Linked DNA regions of Lactuca sativa: region 1 is linked to region 2. The links are chromatin contacts, called in public Hi-C maps. All regions are on one chromosome and are shown on one strand. The core of a region is the stretch at or near the end of the contact, and the rest is flanking DNA. Distances in the headings are between cores, read along the strand shown.

Region 1 (6,078 bases), core at 3,546-6,045, 150 kb before region 2:
ATTGCTTGATGATTTTTATTTATTATTTTTATTTTTTTTTGCAAAAAGCCCCTGTGTGTTCTGATTTTCTTTGCCAAACAGTTATGATTGAAATCCAAAATTATGATTGAAATCTGAGATTATGCTTGTTATGCTGAAATGTGAAATTATGCTTCGTTTGCTTGAAACCTGAAATTATGCTTGAAACGTGCTGAAATCTAAAATTGTAAATATGGTGAATTTGTTTGGTATGCTTAAATGTGATGATTTGATCCTTGCCAGGTTGTTAAAAAACCGTTACTTTCATTTTTCCTTTAATTCTTTGCAGCTGATATAATATACGTGTATGTTGATGCGAATTTACATATGATTGTTGGATTTTACAGGGTTCATGCTTGCAAGTTCATCAATTTCAATTGCCTATCAGCTGTTTGATAAAATGCCTGTTCCAAGTGAGGTTACTAAATAGTAGACATAAGCATGGATGGTGCAGTGCTCTCTTGTTTCTTCTGTAAAGTCTCAGAAACCCATGTTCCTATTCGGTTTACTGAATCACAGAAGACTTCAATCAAAAGAAACCATCAGGATGAAGTTAGGTTCAGTTTGATGAATCCATCAAGAACCAGAATTTACCTTAGAAAACCATTCAAGAAATCCAATGATCCTCAGGGAACAAAACCTTTTAATGACCCTGATGATTCAAATTCAACCTCTATGGAAATGGATCATGAAAATGGTGAAGATGAAGTAGAAAAAGAAGAAGACAATCCTGAGTGGGACCCAGATGAGATTGAAACAATCACCTCACTATTTAGAGGAAGAATCCCTCAAAAACCCGGAAAAAAAGCTAGAGAAAGACCTCTTCCTCTCCCACTTCCATACAAACAACAACCATTAGGACTTCCCACTTCAAAGAAATTTGCAAAAACCATAAACTCTTCAAGAAAATCTTTATCTAGCAAACTATACAAAGATCCAACATTCTTAATCACTCTAGCCAAAGAAATCAAAAACCTTCCTCCTGAAAAAGACGTTTCCACAGTTTTAAACAATTACACTCGATTTCTTCGCAAAAGTTCATTGTCATTAACAGTAAGAGAATTAGGGCACATGGATTTACCCGAAAGAGCTTTACAAATCTTCTGTTGGGTCCAAAAACATCCTCATTTATACCCAGATGACACGCTTCTTGCTTCAACAGTTGAAGTCCTTGCAAGAAACCATGAGTTAAAACTATCTTTCAAACTAGAAAAATTCCTAAGCCTATCAAGCCAAAACGTGTATGAAGCAGTTGTGAAGGGTTTCATAAGAAGTGGAAGCTTAAAACTTGCATACAAACTCGTTTCAGCTGCTAAAAATGGGAAGATAATGGTGGACACTGGTGTTTATGCAAAGCTGATTTTGGAACTAGGAAAAAGCCCTGATAATTATGTACATATTATGGCTTTACTTGAAGAGCTTGGAGAAAGAGAGGATTTGAATCTAACACAGCAAGATTGTACATCAATCATGAAAGTTTGCATAAAGTTAGGAAAATTTGAGATTGTTGAAGGTTTATATAATTGGTTTAAAGACTCGGGTTATGAACCAAGTGTAGTGATGTACACCACTGTTGTGCATAGTCGTTATTGTAGTAACTGTTATCGAGAGGCTTTGGCTTTGGTGTGGGAAATGGAAGGGCGAAATTGTCTTTTTGATCTTCCGGCATATCGCGTGGTGATAAAAGTTTTTGTTGCTCTTAATGACCTTTCGAGAGCTGTGAGATATTTTTCAAAGATGAAGGAGGCTGGTTTTTCTCCTGGATTTGATATTTATATGGATGTCATAAAAATCTATGCAATTCATGGGAGAATTGGTAATTGTAAAGAGGTTTGTAAGGAGGCAGAGGTTGCTGGATTTAAAATGGAGGAACAAATGAGGTCGATGTTAATGAATGCAACTCAATGAAATATATAAACATATTTTAATTATGAAATCTTCACCCTTTGATTTTGTAGATGCAAGCAAGTTGTCTTGTAATGATATGTTTATCATCATCAATGTGGATGAAACTTGTTATTTTTATCATAAATTCAGTCAACCTAAAGGTACATGTAACATAATTTAATACTTGAATCGAGTTAATTTGGAATTAGCACTTATTCCCCCCAAAATAAATATAAGTAACTGATCCCAAAAATTCACGATGTTACTATTCATTTTAAGAAGACTAAGTATCTCCAAATCAGGACTTATATTATATACGCAAAGCGTAATGGTCACCGTTTTTGTGTATACCACAAAAAAAAGAAGACTAATTTTAGTGATGGATAATTTTTTACATGGCATTATCAGTTACTATTCACCTTCTTTTTCTAATTTATTTATTTATATATTTTTTCACATGATTCTCCCCTACATCTTTTTGTCTTCATACTTATCCATTATGGTCTCAAAGGTCATTTTCTTCCTACCATGACTCTTCCATTGAATACCACAAATCTTCAAAGATGTGTACCGGTAGATTCGTAACATGCTTGATGTCACTACTCATCGCTACGAAATTACGAAGATACCCTTTTCCTTTGGTATTCAATCATGGCATCATGGGTTGAACTTTGAAGTCTCACATGATTCTTCCTACACCTTTTTTTCTTTATACTTATCCTTTATAGTCTATAGTCATTATCTATCTAAGATTCAACCCTTTAAACCATAATATTTCTAACATGAAATGACAACTTTTAATACCTGAATTAATTTGTCAAATAATGACACAACTTTCACACCAAAATACCAAATCACATACATATCAACAATATATATAAAACTTCTCATTATCTGAAAAAAACCAAACACCAACTTACAACCATATAAATAAATGTCCTCTCATAATCGAATATATTCTTGTATATCCAATTTTACGTACTCTTATTCTTTATGATCACCATAATATTTATGAAAAAGATGATGATAGTCTAACGCAAGAGGAGATATGTAACTCTATACATTATACATATATGTAATAATACGTAGAATCTTGGGTCACCATTTAATATGAAATTTCAAGTGTTACGCATTGAACTTCTGTTCTGTAGCACTTGTTGACGCCTGTGTATATATACCATAAGTTATTATAAATCCATAATATTTATAAAAAATATTCAGAATACTAATAAAGTAAAGTGTTTAAGTAACTAACCCCAACGGACGTAATAAATTGACAAACTGCACATTTCACTGAACGTGCCCCATATTGATACATTAAAAGCATCCTACAGTTTCCACAATTGACATGTGCCACTTGATTTGCTGTTGAAAAGTTGTTAACTTTTGTTATTTAACAAGTTTTTTTATCGAATTTTAACATGATTTAGAAGTTAAATTTGGTTACCTTCTAAGGCTAAATTGATGGTGTGACAGCAAGAACACTGTACACTTGTCGCACCACGGATGTACATGAGCAATGTATGGCAGCCTCCACAAACCAACTGAGCCATTTCAGTGCCTAAATCATTGAAAATTCATGTTAAAGAAACATAATTCTTTGAAGTATGAACAATTTGGAAGCCATTAAAACTGAAAGTTTGATACCAGGAGGAGGAACAGAGGTGACTGCATTGCAAACAGCACAGCATACTGAAGTTGCTCCAACGGGATAAAGGAGAAGATTTCGACATCCTGAACACACTAGCTGGCTTTGAGATCCTGTTTCATAATACTTTTTCACAATTAATCTCAGAAAAAAAAAAAACAGATCTAAAAACATTAGATTGAACGAGAAACAGAGCATTCTATGCTCTGTTTTTCTGGCGTTTTGAGCTTTCTTCGTGCACCAAATTCACAAATCATTTTGTTATATAAATATAATCGTGAAAAAACATTTGGGTTTCTTTCCGAAATTTCTTGTTGTTTTGATTCGATTTCTGTTTTCTTAAAAAGATTAGCTTGTTGTAATCCGTATTTGATGCTTTCAACAAGAAAAGAGAAAAGAAAAAGGATTTAACCAAGAATAAATTATTGGAATGATGACGATGGTTGCTAATCTAGCAAGAATTGTGAAGTTATACCAACGGTCGGAGTTGTAAGTGGCGCAGGAGGAGTTGGATATGGAGCTAGAGGAACTGGCATTGTAAATCTGTGAAAAAAAGTCTACTCTTTTCACTTTCAAGATCTCAAGAAGATTACAACTCTTGAAGCATGAAGTACAAGTCCTTTCATTCCTTTCTCATCATCTACCTAAGAAAATCAAGAAAGGCAAAGACATGTTAAGCAAGATAAAGTCAGTGTTTAATGAAACAGAGTATTAATGTCGATTCAGAAGGAAAAATGGCGAAAATCTGAAACACCAACATGAAATATTGCCATTAAAAAGCCATACATGAAGCAAAATTTAGTGGAAAGATGAAGCTTTTGCTGGCAGCATTCCATGTTGTGAACTAGTTGGGGGTGGGGCAAGCACACACACCTTTGCTAGTTTTTGCAGAGGAGAGAGAGAGAGAGAGAGAGAGAGAGAGAGAGAGAGAGAGAGAGAGAGAGAGAGAGAGAGAGAGAGAGAGAGAGAGAGAGAGAGAGAGAGAGAGAGAGAGAGAGAGAGAGAGAGAGAGAGAGAGAGAGAGAGAGAGAGAGAGAGAGAGAGAGAGAGAGAGAGAATGAGTTGGACAAAGAGTTAGAAAGAGATGGCGATAAAAAGAAGCATACCTTGGGTGTTGAAAGTAACAAGTTTGAAATTTAATATGATTTTTAAGTTATCTGAATTCATTACTTTAAAATGGAAGAAAAAAAATATAAAAATGGTGTTGTTAAGAGTTAAGACGTTAACATCTTAAATCCTAAAGACTGTTCATTTAGACTGTGTATGGGTCCTTAAGTGTATGGAGCATGACGAGGCTTTAAACAACACCACCACTTTCTCATGTTATGTTAAGAGATGTTGAGAAGTTAACCTAGTTTAACGAGGAAAAATAATATGGCAATTGACCAATCATGTTTCTTCATTTAATTTTATTAATTTTTTTATAACGATTTAGTTGAAAAAAAAAAATAATAAAGTGGTTTGGTGGTATGATTATCATTTCATTATGAGGTAGCAAAGAAAAACAAAAGGTGTTATAACTTGGATCCATGCCCGAGAGTAATGGAAAGTTGTCCTCAAAATTTCGTTAATAATATAATGAAATTGAAGTTTGTATTAGAAAATAATTCTTAAATGACATAAAGATATAAATGACATTTAACAGAATGATTTTAATATTATAAAACAAATACGTAATAATATAATGAAATTGAAGTTTGTATTAGAAAATAATTCTTAAAGTATCTATGTCTAAATGATATTTCTTCTGTCAAATATAATATTCGTAATATTATAACAAAACTTCATATGACATGTTAGTAAGTAATTGGATAACATTTATCTCCGATTCCAATTCATTTTGAATTTAATAAATATTGATTATACTAATATTTTATTCTATTTTTAAGATAAAACTTAAACAACGTAAACTAAAAACATAAAAAGAACTATTAAAAGTTAACATTAAGTTATAAATATAACTATGTTTTAGTTGAAATTCAATATAAGAATAAACTTTTATAAATTAATAGAGAATATATTTGAAAAAAAAAAAACTTAATAACCTTGTTGAAACGCTATATTGGATATATTTTTATAAAACTAGCTCATAAGTTGATTTTTTATTTTAAAACATGACAGTTTAAAAAAACACGAAAAATATATTAGTTATAACATGCCAAACATAGTTTCTAGTAAATACGCACATAGAATTGCGCGCAACCGGTTTTAGGTTACCCTACTATCATTTATGTTGGTAGGAGTCTAGGACCCGCACAAAATATCATGTACATATCATACAATTGTTTTTAATAATGACTATCGTGTAGTAAAAGTTGAAACAGAACTCAAAGCCTCTAAATAAAGTCCTATTAATCTTCATAATAATATTACGTGTAACAATAATAGGTGAATAATTTGTCTATTAATGGGGTACATTGATTGCAAAAGTTGCATAGTACGACATACTATGCAAAAGTTAAAATAAATGGATGTGTAGTATATTTGACTTGTATTTTTGCTATAATTTTAAACGAGTTGTACTT
Region 2 (6,126 bases), core at 936-3,435:
CAATGTCGGCCCATTAGATATGATATCCTAGCAGTTGTATTATGTTGAGTATGAGTTAGTTATGCATGCTAGTTGTTATGCCAATTGGTAGATTTGTAGGACTACCTGTGTTATTACCTGATTATCTGTATGTGCATTAGTTATATTATATGTCGACATATTATGTGGGTTGGGTTGAGGTTGTACTGCTCCGTGCAGTAGCCAACAAACCCTAGAGTACTCCAGATACGAGTTGAGGGCCGGGCGGGGCATGCCAGACTCATACTGAGGACTCGGGAGCATTCCAGATACGAGTTGAGGGTCGGGTAGGGAATGCCAGACTCATATTGTGGGCTCGGGAGCATTCCAGATACAAGCTGAGGGTCGGGTAGGGCATACCAGACTCATATTGTGGGCTCAGTGGCAATCCAAATTTAAGCTGTGGGCTCGGAAGGCATGCCAGACTCACACTATGGGCCCATGGGTAATCCATTCGGTAAAGTTGTGGACCCAGTACATGCTATTATTTGTATATGTGTTATTTGTAGTGTATCGGTATTTTCGGGAACTCACTAAGCTTTGGGCTTACAGTTTCAGTTTTGGTTTCAGGTACCTCAGATGATCGCGTGAAGGCAAAGGCGTGATCATACAGCTCCTCACATTTATGACTATGTTTCTGGGAGACTTTGATATTAAACTATTTTGAAAACATTTTGTAATGACTAATGGCTTTTAAATGTTTGAAAAAGTTTTAAATTGGCTTGATTTTTATGGGTGTTACAATATAGAAATTTTTTCTGTAGATTTTACTTTATGATAGATAAGACATTAACTAATGTATTTTGAACAATAACATATAATTTTCTTTTGTTATTAGTACGCTAAAACGATATAAGGACCTTATAAATTTACTACATCATCCAACTAATTATGATAATGCCTTAGACCATGTGGTATGGGTCACCACACTACCGTTAAAGTTGATGTGGCATGCCTATAACCACATGATAACATCAAAAACACCATCCCCAAATCTTGTTAAGGCAAATCTCGTTGTAACGACAACGAGCTGCAACAGAGAATTCAACCAATCAAATATTATTTTTGTCTTCTTCTTCTTCTTCTTCTTCCTCTCTCTCTCTCTCTCTCTCTTAACATGTTATTATGTTGGCATGTGATGTATCAATTTTGGATGTTATAACATCTGTTCCATACCCAATGCTCTTACATAGTTTTAAATAATATCAAAGACCAAAACACTAAGACCCATGAAAACCACAAAAAAAAATCACCATAATATCGATTGTTTGCGTCATTCAGTTTTTGCATCCTTAGAATCACTAGGACCCTACTCTGTCAACTTAGTCAATTGCTTCTACATCTCAAAAAATTGTTGTTATGTACAATCATGTTCTTTTAATTACTAAAGAAGGAGGGAGTCATTCCCTCCCAACCCACAGAACCCACTGTCATATTATTTTTTTTCTTTTATTTTTCTCCATCTTTCCAAACCCACAACACATGAAAACCCTATCTTTTTGAACCCACTCAACCAACTCAATTAACAAAAAAAATACAAAACAATCAATGTTAAAATCTTAATTAGCAATAGAGTTACCGGCGGTACCATTCCCACTTCAAGAGGTTGGTTAATTGGTTTCACTAACCCAGTTCATCATATCTCTCTACTTTCTCTTTTTTGTTTTCTCTTATACCATGCGTTTTAAGACTTGTACCTTAGTTGTTTTGTAATTTTTCATTGAGTGAGTTCAAAAAGGTAGGGTTTTCGTGTGTTGTGGGTTGGGAAAAATAAAAAAAAAATAAAAGAGAAAAAGTAATGTGACAGTGGCTTCAGTGGGACGACTTCTTCTTTCCTAAGAAACTAAAAACTTAGCTTCCGCATCTATGAAATAGATTTTTTTTTTTTTTTTTTGCTTGCATAAGTTTGAGAGATAGGCCCAATTAGAATGATATTGCATCGGCATTATTGCTTAAGAATAAGTATTTGAGATCAATTGTCCGTAATGATTTTTATGTAAAAAGAATTGTCTGGAATTCAAAATCCGAAATCTGTCCAATAAGTCGATCTTAAAATTAGAAGTGTTTACCAAACAAAGACTGGATATATAGATTTAAATAATTTGATCCATGGATCTTGCAAGTCCATATACGACCCGGCCCATGATCTCTTCATTTTCAGATTTTCTCACTCGGTCACCCACAGATTATGAGAGCATATGCGTCGGATTCCGGATACAACTTCCTATTTCGTACTCGTCTGTGGTCGATCAGCAATTGAATACCTCTCTTCCTCTCAAAATCGCAAACAATCAGAAATTCAGAAGGCCAAATTTTGATCTGTAAGTTATCAGAAGCTGTAATCTCTATATCTACATGCATCACTGCATATTGATTGTATCTTCTTGTTGATAGAAAAATAAATCGTCATATCGACGCTGATGTCTTTTTTTATTTCTTTAGGTAGGATTTAATGGGTTGCACTGTTAGAGAAAAGCACATCCGTACAAATCGAAGGCCTCGACCTCTGAAACCGGATTCTGATGCAATGGATAAAGCTATGGCTAACAAATCTAGTTTAAACCCAATGAATTTCCAATTGGGTTTTAATGAATCAGCTCAAAATCCGAATTCAAACCCTAATTTTGACGATAGTGGTTGGGGTTACTGTACGGAGGAACAGTTGGAAGAGATTTTGTTGAAGAATTTGGAGTTTTTGTATAATGAGGCGATCGTTAAGCTAGTTGCATTAGGGTATGAAGAGGAAGTTGCTTTAAAGGCTATACTGAGGAATGGCCATTGCTATGGTGGAATGGATGTGTTGACTAACATTTTGCATAATTCCTTGGCTTTTTTAAACAGTGGAACGACTGTGAATGATGGAGATCCAGATGAAAGCGAACAGGTTTTTGCTGATTTGAGACAGTTGGAAGAATATTCGCTTGCTGGAATGGTGTGTTTGTTGCAGCAAATTAAACCACACTTGAGTAAAGGAGATGCAATGTGGTGTTTACTCATGAGTGATCTTCACGTAGGTCGTGCAAGTGTGATGGAGATCCCTATTGCTTCAAATGCTAATGGGGATGGTTATGGCAATACTGAGTCCAGCAATCCTGTTGTGAACAATGTGGAGAAGGTGAATGATGATTCAGTTGGTGTGACTCCTGCTTTATGCAGATTTCATGGTGGGTGGGGTTTTGGAAATGGGGGAACATCTGATTTCCCTGTAAACCGGTTTCTATCATATGCTGCTTCAGAAATGAGTTTGCAAAGGGAGATCGAGTGTCCAAAGAGGTTCAATCTTACACCTTCTATGAAGATGCTTTTGAAAAGAAATGTAGCAATGTTTGCTGCAGGATACAGAGCAACTGCTAAAGACACACAGGTTGGTTCAACTTCTTTATCCAATGGGCATTCATCATCTGTAGTTGAAACCACAAGTGGTGAAGTTGAAAAAACCGAGGAGACACAGAGCACGAAGAATCAAGAAGTGGTTAACATGATGCTGAGTAAGTTTCGTGATCTGAATCTTGAAGGGGACATGGAATATGTTCCCGAGGATCAAAAGGATGAAATGATCTTGAGTTTAATGCATCAGATTAAAGATCTTGAGAGACAAGTGAAGGAAAGGAAGGAATGGGCACATCAGAAAGCAATGCAAGCAGCAAGAAAGCTGAGTCATGATCTTACTGAATTAAAGATGTTGAGAATGGAAAGGGAGGAAACACAACGTATGAAACAGGGGAAACCAGGTGCTGAAGATCCAACCATGAAGAGACTTTCAGAAATGGAGACTGCTTTGAGGAAAGCAAGTGGACAAGTGGACAGAGCAAATGCAGCTGTTAGACGCCTTGAAACTGAAAATGCTGAAATTAGAGCAGAGATGGAGGCTTCAAAGTTAAGTGCTTCTGAATCTGTTAACACATGTTTGGAAGTTGCAAGGAGGGAGAAGAAGTATCTTAAAAGGTTATTGGCTTGGGAAAAACAGAGAGCCAAGTTGCAGGATGATATTGCAGTTGAGAAGAGGAAGATTGGTGAGTTGCAAGAAGAGATGATCCAAGTTGAAGCAGCAAAAAAGGCAGCTGAGGTATGCTTTTCCTATTTGCATATTATTTTTATTACTCTTGCATATTGATTTTTTTTTTCATATACATTCTTGAATTTCATCATCCTTACTACGGTTTCTAAAATTTTGTAAATATCAGTGATAAACTGTGGACCTGATTCTAATATGTTTATTAATTGGTTTTAATGAGTTTGAACTTCAGTAAAAAGCAAATTTCTATTCCTGTTGAACATTCTCATGTTCTTGAGCTCATGCCTTGTGTGACTTTTATCTTATGCAAAGCTTTGTATTGATCCAACATGGACTAAATAAATATTATTCAGTACAATATTTTAGAAGGGGGGAATAGGAATAAAGAGCATGTTTTGTAACAAGACTCCTGTTTTATTTATTGCTAGTTTTTGAAACCTCTGTTAATAAATAACAGGCAAAGTGGAAGCAGGAGCAAAAAGCAAAAGAAGAAGCCCTAACACAAGTGGAGGAAGAAAGGCGACTGAAAGAAGCAACAGAAGCCAACAACAAAAGGAAACATGAATCTCTTCGGTCAAAGATAGAGGTTGACTTTCAACGCCACAAAGATGACCTCCAAAGACTCGAACAAGAACTCTCACGTCTCAAAACCATGTCTTCAACCAACTCAGACAACAAACAACACTCGACCACTAATCTATCCACCCCACACACCCCAAACGGGTCCCACCCAACCATTGCAAGAATGCTCCATGAACTCGATAATCTTGATGATTCTGATGAAAAAGAAACCGGGATCGATCGCGATTGCATAATCTGTTTGAAAGATGAAGTTTCTGTGGTGTTTTTGCCTTGTGCTCATCAGGTTCTTTGTGCGACTTGCAATGATGAATATGGGACAAAAGGGAAGGCCAAGGCCACGTGTCCTATCTGCAGGGTTCCTATTGAACAGAGGATTCGTGTTTTTGGGGCCACCTCTTAAACTCTTTTTGGTTATAAATTTATGATGTCAAGAGTAAATTGCTAAGGCTGTGATGATATTATTATACAAAACAGAATGAATGATTGGTGGTTATTTTCTTCATGTGTTGTTGGTTGCTTCAAGCTGTTGTGGTTAAAACAGCAACGTTACAGTGTTTATAAATAAAGCCTGTTTTCAGTGCATTTCACATTTCACATGATAAAAATAATACATATCATATCATATCATGTCATGGAATGTATGTTTTAAGCGATTTTTCCATTTTAAGTAGAAGCCACCTGTAATGTACTCTACTTTGTTGCACCAAAAAAGATGGAAAAAAATATCCACTCTCCATCTCTTGTATTATATGTGTGTGCCCATCTTATCATCATCCAAAATAGTCGTCAATCCTATCAGAATAAATAAAATAAGTTTTAATAATGTCAAAGAGATACTAAAACATTTGGTAGTAATCTGTAAATCTTGAGAATTTAAATTTCAACACACAACGGTTTCCACTTGAGATGCAGCATGTCATGATCTAAGGGCATTTGCTATTTGGTGTTTGCTGTACCAAATAATTTAGATGGGTCACAAGTGAGAAAACTTGATACGTTACTTTCGATTATTGAATATCTTTTTAATTTCTTCCTTTTGATTATTAAATATCTTTTTAATTTCTATATCGAACATGGATCGACATAAACTCTTTATTGGGTCTCAAGATATTGTTATAAAGAGAATATATATATTTTTTCTGTAGACGAGTCACATTCATAAGATTGCATTCTACTAATGTAAGTTGTAACATTCCAATTTGAAGTGATATCCTAGCTCAATCACCTTTTTTTATTTAACTGGTTAACTGAAACTTTGGTTTTCTAAAACTCGTATTAAAAAACTTAAAATCACATTTCATGCTGTTAAATGATGTAGGTTGAATTGTTGCGTAACACTATTAACTACACAAACTTTGTTAAACCAAATCATACTAAGATAAAATTGATTTGGCTCTTTGATAACTGTTATGTTTCAATTCAATCAACACATTTCATAATGCAAAAAATCTACTCTAATAGATAAAAATCTTTTGTTACATGTAACATTTTCATTGATTTGACCACATATC

The links. A called contact is a pair of places that touch in the nucleus more often than the background predicts.
Region 1: a Hi-C map of leaf shows a contact between it and region 2, with 3 times the contacts expected there. The contact joins the promoter of LOC111907342 here to the promoter of LOC111907343 in region 2. A contact is called at or near these places in 3 of 4 Hi-C or Micro-C datasets (leaf and seed).

The regions. Positions count from the first base shown.
Region 1 is chr3:23,608,858-23,614,935 of Lsat_Salinas_v11, reverse strand. It overlaps LOC111907342 (protein LOL1), which reads right to left and starts at 4,795. Exons shown (of 6, transcript XM_042900011.2): 1 at 4,660-4,795; 2 at 4,029-4,197; 3 at 3,553-3,666; 4 at 3,353-3,466; 5 at 3,161-3,270; 6 at 2,769-3,069. The coding sequence starts at 4,089. The coding sequence ends at 3,031. It overlaps LOC111907341 (pentatricopeptide repeat-containing protein At2g01860), which reads left to right. Exons shown (of 2, transcript XM_023903105.2): 2 at 366-2,065. The coding sequence starts at 460. The coding sequence ends at 1,926.
Region 2 is chr3:23,451,667-23,457,792 of Lsat_Salinas_v11, reverse strand. LOC111907343 (MND1-interacting protein 1) reads left to right here and starts at 2,185. Exons shown (of 3, transcript XM_023903110.3): 1 at 2,185-2,339; 2 at 2,461-4,084; 3 at 4,491-5,197. The coding sequence starts at 2,471. The coding sequence ends at 5,015.